Linked DNA regions of Mus musculus: region 2 is linked to region 1. The links are chromatin contacts, called in public HiChIP or PLAC-seq maps. All regions are on one chromosome and are shown on one strand. The core of a region is the stretch at or near the end of the contact, and the rest is flanking DNA. Distances in the headings are between cores, read along the strand shown.

Region 1 (3,539 bases), core at 261-2,760:
AGCATTCCTACATCTAACTTGCGAACAAGTTTTGCAAAAGAAAGGGGGTTCTTATCTGAGTGTTGTATCACACTTGGTCTCTCCGCCAGAAAGCGTAAGCCAGACCAAAGAACTAGCGTATCCCAAGGAGCCATACAAAGATGGAACTAAGAACCTAGGCAGGATTCACACATTTACTCAAGAAATTGCTTTTGAAAAATCAACTTAAGTCACCAGCCATTTCCTTTAAGACACTGGGCCCCTGTCAGCCACCTCAGACCCTTACACTGAGTGGACAGCTAGTCTCCAAGGTGTTCTTCTGCTGCCTGCAAAGCATCCCTTTCATAAGAAGAAGCAGAGAAAGCAATATGGAGGCCCAGAGCAACAGGATCTCACAGGCAGACAGCATAGATAGCATCAAAAAAAAATCCTAAGCAGTATTTTTAAAAGAAACCCATAAGAAATGGGTAATTTCTATGATTTTCAAATTCTATTTTAACAAAAAGAAGGGAAATATGAAATGATTACATATATGTAATGTGTATGTAACACGTGTATACCCATGTGGATGGGGAGGGTTCTAAACAATGAGTGTTCCATGTGTGTAGCGTCTATACCTGTTCAGCAAACCATAGCCTGAAAAAGATAGAGAAGGAACTAACACAAACGCCACTGCTGAGCTGACGGACAAGAGTCTGCTCCTCCTCGAACTGCATCTCTACTGACCATGCGGAGACTTTCTCCCTTGTTATCATTCCCAAGATGGTATAATAGAACAATCATTCACAATGCATTGGGTGTTCTAAGCAACCCAGAGAGGATATGCAGAAGGATATATGTAGCCATAGGTAAATACTACACCATGCTCTATGAGAGGCCTCTGCATTTGAGGATTTTGATAGTGAAGGAGGTCCGAGATGTAATTCCTCTGAACGCTGAGAGCCAACTGTACATACAAACCACAGCTGTGGGTCCAATAGTTTAAAGCCTAGGCATTAGAACCAGACAGGCTGAGTCTCTGTCCCATACTGTATTGACATTAAGAAAGATCCTTGAGATATTTCATGGTCAGTTTCTCCATGGAAAGCAAAGACATGATGACGTGAGTTAAGTCATAGCTGTGAGCACTGGGTGACAGAAGCTGTAAAGATCAGGGAACATTGTCTGGCCTGTAGAAATCATACTGAAAGTGCTGATGTTACTATTGTCATTGTTAACTGTGTCAGAGACAAATGTGTCACTGTGTGACCATGGAAACCCCCTCCTCTCCTCCAGAGGAAGCCAGACACTTGTTCATCAGCTCAGCATTGACATTTGTATTAGTTCCATCTCCACTGCTGTATAAAACACCATGGCCAAGGCAAGGGATAGAAGGAAAGGTTCATTTGGGGTTTAGGATTCTACAGCAATAAGAGTCCACCTTGGCAAGGGAGTATGGCAGCAGACATGGTGGAAGTAAGGGCTAGGAGCTCACATCTCAAACCACAAACATGAATCAGAGAGTGCACTGGACACAGCCACTTGGCTTTTGAAACCGTAACACCTCCTCTCCAGTGACATACTTCCTCCAGCAAAGCCACGCCTCCTAAGCCACCGCAGGCAAGGCTACCAAGCAGGAACCAAGAACTCAGATGCCTGAGACTTATGGGGGGCTTCCACTCAAAACACCACAAGTTTTTCTTACTGTGTGAAATATGAGTATGAGCAAACTCTCTCTGAAGATACTTAGACTCCTTCCTAAAGAAGATTCTAGGCATCCAGGAGAGTCATGTCTTAGAGTGGGCTGGCATGGGTAAGGCTTCTAGGAAGACAACTCAATAACTGAGCTAGACAGTAAGAGCAACAGAAAGCAGTGGGAAGGCCAATCAGAACCGAGATAGCATACCTGTGGGGCAGACTCCACATGGTTGGACTGGGAAGGAAAGAGTGCCTCTGGAGGACTTTTGTGACGTGTTCTTTGCTAAACATAACTGACATTGGTGTTTCTCATTGGCTTGGGTATTTGTTGTACGTGGTGATTGCTATACTGAGACCTTGATGGGAACCCAGCTCTTCAGTGGGCAGTATGGCAAGAATGTAATTTTGAGGACATGGTTTCAGACTTATAATAATAACATATGATCACACAATGGTAAATATCATTTCATTGAACAGGGCACACAGCATTCAAAGGGAGCTAAATGTTCCTGAGATGTATCCATGGCAGCCCTTTGAAAAGTCCTGTGGTACTAGGTATCCAGAGCCATGGAACTGTCTTTCCTTCTAAGCGTAGCACACAGTCATCTAAAAGCAACACAGGAAACTTGGTGCAAGCAAGATGCTCATAGACGCATGATGCCTAACAGCTAAAAAAGTAGAAACACGCAACCAAATCATAGCACGCTGATTTAACAGAATGATATGACTTTAACAAACTAGTTTTACAATGTGAAGAAATGTTATGATGTATGTATGCTACCTTGTAAAAACCCAGGATAACAAAGCTAACTGTGGAACTCCTCATATTCAGTTTCAAGGACACAGAAAATTAAAAACAGTCATTGCTCCTATTAGAGGCTAGGGCCAGCAAGATGGCACAGCAGGTTGGGACACTTGCCACCAAGCCTGATGACCTCATTGTGATCCCAGGGACCCACGTGATGGAAGGATAAAAAGGACCTACTAAAAGTTGTCCTACTCCACACACTCACTGTAGCATGTCCATACCCTCTCCATCTCCCACACATAAACAAACAAACAAGTAAAATCATGGGCTATATTTCACAAAAGGAAGCACAGGTTTGGCATTGTAAATCTGGCCAAGAGCCCATGATTAGGGAGATCACAGGTCAGGAGTTAACCTGTGTCTATTCTTCTGCCAAACAGGCAGAGTATAAACTGCCCTCAAGTTTATATCTTTATTAATGCAGCTTAGTCCCCATCAGAGAAATTTCATAGTTCAGTGAATTGTGGTTAGTTCAGAAACTCAGAGCTGGTCCACGTGAAGAGTGAGCATCAGAGGAGGGCTTGGGCACATGGGACAGCATGCCCCCCTCTTCCCAAGAGTCAGGAGATTCCTTGGAACAGGGGGATGAAATGACTGTATGAGTCAGCAGTTGGGGAGGACTAGAGGGGAGCTGTCTTCTTCACATGACAGGACCACTGTACTCATCTGCACATGACAGGATCACTGCATATGATAGGACAACTACACTAATGGCTTCAGCAGCTATGCTCGCCTACACAAAATAAAGTAAGCCTTAAGTGACAGCCACGCACAATTGATGGCTTCTAGGGAAACGGATGTCAGTTTTCTTCGAAGGGGTGGCTTCTGGTAGGTCAACAATGCTCCAGTGGATGGCCCTACACCCAGGAATATATGGGCTGCCCAAATTAGAGTCAGTGAATTATTTTTTAAAGGAGAAAATGACATGAAGTTATGGACTAGGAAGGTGGGGTTATATCTAGGAGGAGTTAGGGAGAGAAGTGTAGGGAGGTGACTTTGATCAAAGTTTCTTCTATGAAATTCTCAAAGAATTAATAACAACATTATTTAAAGACATCTTGTGCTATAGCCTAGC
Region 2 (3,331 bases), core at 748-3,247, 240 kb after region 1:
GGCTTTTTCTATTTTGTCATGCAAGATAATAACCCAACGTTCCCATGGAGCCCACGTTAGAGAATATGAGTTAGGTATCTTGAAGACCTTTCTATGCCATCTTTAAAATAATTGATTCACACTTCTGTCTATACTTGATTATAAGCAGGCAGCTATTCAAACCAGGATTTAAATTCAAAATTCCCGTAGAGCCCATTTTAGACAGAATATGAGTATCCTATAACACTTGTTAGAGCAATTTATCTTTATACCATCTTTAAAGCAATTAATTCAAACTTTCATTAATATCTGCCTATAGGAAGCAGGTAGTTTTTACTTGTTAAGCTCTCCACCTAGAGCAGCCATCTTGTTATAACATCTATTGCTTGGGCTCTCTACCTGGAGCCACAGACATTTATTTTATTAATACCTGTTATAATACCTATCTGTTGAACTCTCTACCTGTAGTCACAGACTTTTAATAATTAATATCTGTTCATAGCAGGCAGTTATCACTGCTCTCTCTACTTGGAGTCAGTGACTAATTTTCCCTATCCTAGCTCTGAACCACAGGTGAAATTCCCCACATGATTTAAACAAAATCTGTATATAAATCTATCCTAAAAGCAAATAATCCCAATGTTATAAATTCACAGTTAAATCAATATCTGCCCCAAGATAAAGGCAGCTTCCATTCTCCAGCTCTCTGACTCAGAGCAGCCATCTTGTCTCTTTCCACAGCAGGGGACCTCAGAGCCCTCTTTTTTTTTTTTTTTTTTGTTTGTTTCAAGGCTCCCTCGCTTAAGTACACATGACTCATCATCCCAGCACCACCTTTCTCTCACTTAGAAAATAAAACTCTAACTCTCAGGCTAATAATCTTAAATTTCTAGTGGATTCTTGCCTAACACGTTGGTTTACCACATGTTGTGGGAAGCAATAAAAAGGAACCTTGCCATGCTATGGCCAGTCAAGCACTGGTGGGCAAGTCTCTCTGACTCAGAGCTCCAAAATCTCTCCACCCAGATAAGTTCCCACTGGCAGGTCACTACCACACCAGCCCCGTGCTTCAAAACTCCTACATCCTTTTGGGGGACACATCAGGCAAACCCATGCTTTGCTGCCATACCTTTCTCTCTCTCTGGAACACCGCCGAGCCACCACATGAAGGAAAACAACACAAAGTTAGTTCAGAAACAATGGTAACTCAATCACTGACTACAACAACGAGAATTCTAATCTTGTAAGCTTTATTAAATGTAAATCCTCCTGTGGCAAATCCTGGCAGATTCACTATCTAAACTGGGAGACACTAGTAGCCAGATCTTGTCCTTTCCCTGTCTCTGTCAAAAAACCCTTCTCCTGCTTCCTCTCTTCCTCTGACCAACCCCGGAAGTCCCTGTGTTTCCATTTTCTTGACATAGAAAATATATTTCTTTTTTTTTTATTCTCTAAAATTTTTCTTAAGGACTTCACCCTCTTATCTTTAAACCAAATAGTTTTTCTTTCTTTCTTTCTTTCTTTTTTAATTCAGTTTCCCTTCTCTTTTATAGTTTTCTAAACTCAATACCTTACCTGCTCAGATGTCTGTGGCTTTTCAATCCTATTGCAGCTCAGGGTAAGTGCTCCTCTGTCCTTCTGCACATTTCCAGGCTCCTCGGACTAGCATGTATCTGTAGTGGCCAGCTCCACCCTCTCAGCTCAGTTCAGAAGGTTGTCCCATTGGCTTTGCCTCCTGCCAGTTCTAGACAGGCCACTCCCACCTGCTGTGCTTCTGTGAGGGTTCAGGCCTTCACCCAAGGGCACCCATGGGTATTCTTGGTGCCCACTTGCCCTGCCACATTTGGCTGGGCTGCCACCTGTCATCAAGCATCAGGATGGGGGCTCAGTGGGCCTGGACTGGGGTGCTGAATTTCCCATAAGCCTCAGCATGAGTCATACCTTCCACCCAGCAGAGCACTGGCTCCCCAGAGCAGCATGCAACATGAGAAGTGTTTCCTGTGGGGCTGTGCCTTGAGGCTCTGGTTCCTCACTCTACTGCCTCATACAGGCCTCTGCTCTCCCTAGAAGATGGCCATGGTGCACCTTGGAGGGATAAGAGGCCTGTATTTCCATACTCAGCCTCTTCATGTTTTTTTGCCTCCACTGTTCACTGGCTTCTGTGGCCAACCACACCAAACGGAGCAGCCTGCCCACCATCACAGAGCAGTATGCTAAACCATCCTTCCCAATGGCTTCTCAGGCTCTAAACCTGGATAACATGCCCCACATTGGGTGTCATCTATTAAAGTGTTTGTTTTTCCTCCTGGTTCCAAGCTCCCATAATAACCACTCAGACTCAAAATATATTTACAGATATCTAGGCCATATAGCTAGGCTCTTCTCTGATAACCCACTTATATTAGCCTATATTCTGCCATGTGGCTGGTCACCTCTGCTCAGGTATCATTCATCTGTCCTCCTCACATCTTCCCCAGCAACTCTTCCCACACCTGGCTCTTTCCCAGAATCCTCTCTGCCTACCAGTTGTCCCACCTTCTAGTCTACCCTTTTCTATAGGCCGTAGGTTTTCTTAATTGACAGGTGATTCGTCCATAAAATACACAAGCTGTTCTCTGTACACACATTCTCACTTCCTACTGCATCAGAGTCTGTGTGCATGACTTTCAGAATCCATATCCAACGACCTCTTCCCTAAACCACTCTCTCACCTTACCTTAAAATACACACTGGAGAATTTTAAATGTGGTTCCTTCCACAACCTAAATTCCATCCTTATCACTCCAGAAATTAATTTTGGTATCAGATTACCAGTTCTCTGTCTCCCTTTGTATCATGGTTAAAGTATAACCAAACACAAGAAAGAGCTGTTTATCCTGACAGGAAAAAACCCTTTAAGGACTGCATTGTTCACTCTGTCTCCCGCCACTGAACAGTTTGTTATAATTTCCTGTTTCCCTCTAATTGCTTTCTCCCCTGGCTGCTCAGAACCAGAGTTTTAAAGTTGAATTCTTCTCTCTGAGACTAATAGAAACTACAACTATTCACAACTAAAGAAATACTACATAATGCTTCTTTCCCCTTCCCTCCCTTTCCCCCACCCCGTTACTCTCTTCCAGCACAAATAACTGTTTTGACCAATCAGGTGAGTCCATCAACTCATTCCAGCCAGCTTTTCAGACCTGCTTCTTTCTCTTTATGTATTAGCACAAATTGAATAGCAATCAAAATATGAGTTCACATTTGTCACCCAATGACATTTGAAAGTTGGTCCCCAATCATTATGTAAAGACCTGGCCAGTACCACGGCCTTTTCTAGTCCTTGAGTTATGGACTCTCCCAAGAACTTTAT

What was found. HiChIP or PLAC-seq counts read pairs in DNA pulled down with a chosen protein or histone mark.
Region 2: a BATF HiChIP or PLAC-seq map of CD8 T cells shows a contact between it and region 1, with 7 read pairs. The contact joins two enhancer-like sites. A contact is called at or near these places in 5 of 484 Hi-C or Micro-C datasets (cerebellar granule neurons, cerebellum, embryonic stem cells and 1 more) and 4 of 115 datasets of contacts at active chromatin or transcription factors (CD8 T cells, embryonic stem cells and neural progenitor cells).

The regions. Positions count from the first base shown.
Region 1 is chr15:37,655,436-37,658,974 of GRCm38.p6, forward strand. It overlaps a transcript of Ncald not described here. Among named protein-coding and RNA genes, the nearest start is that of Gm41304, 16 kb to the left of the region's middle. Within about 2 kb of position 1,511, at least 8 of the 459 cell types and tissues checked have an H3K27ac peak or open chromatin away from gene starts, as enhancers often do. A contact at or near this core is called in CD8 T cells, where this site is marked.
Region 2 is chr15:37,898,079-37,901,409 of GRCm38.p6, forward strand. It overlaps Gm35019 (a long non-coding RNA gene), which reads right to left. Exons shown (of 7, transcript XR_383951.4): 2 at 1,555-1,838; 3 at 1,109-1,120. Among named protein-coding and RNA genes, the nearest start is that of Gm35019, 8.2 kb to the right of the region's middle. Within about 2 kb of position 1,998, at least 10 of the 459 cell types and tissues checked have an H3K27ac peak or open chromatin away from gene starts, as enhancers often do. A contact at or near this core is called in CD8 T cells, where this site is marked.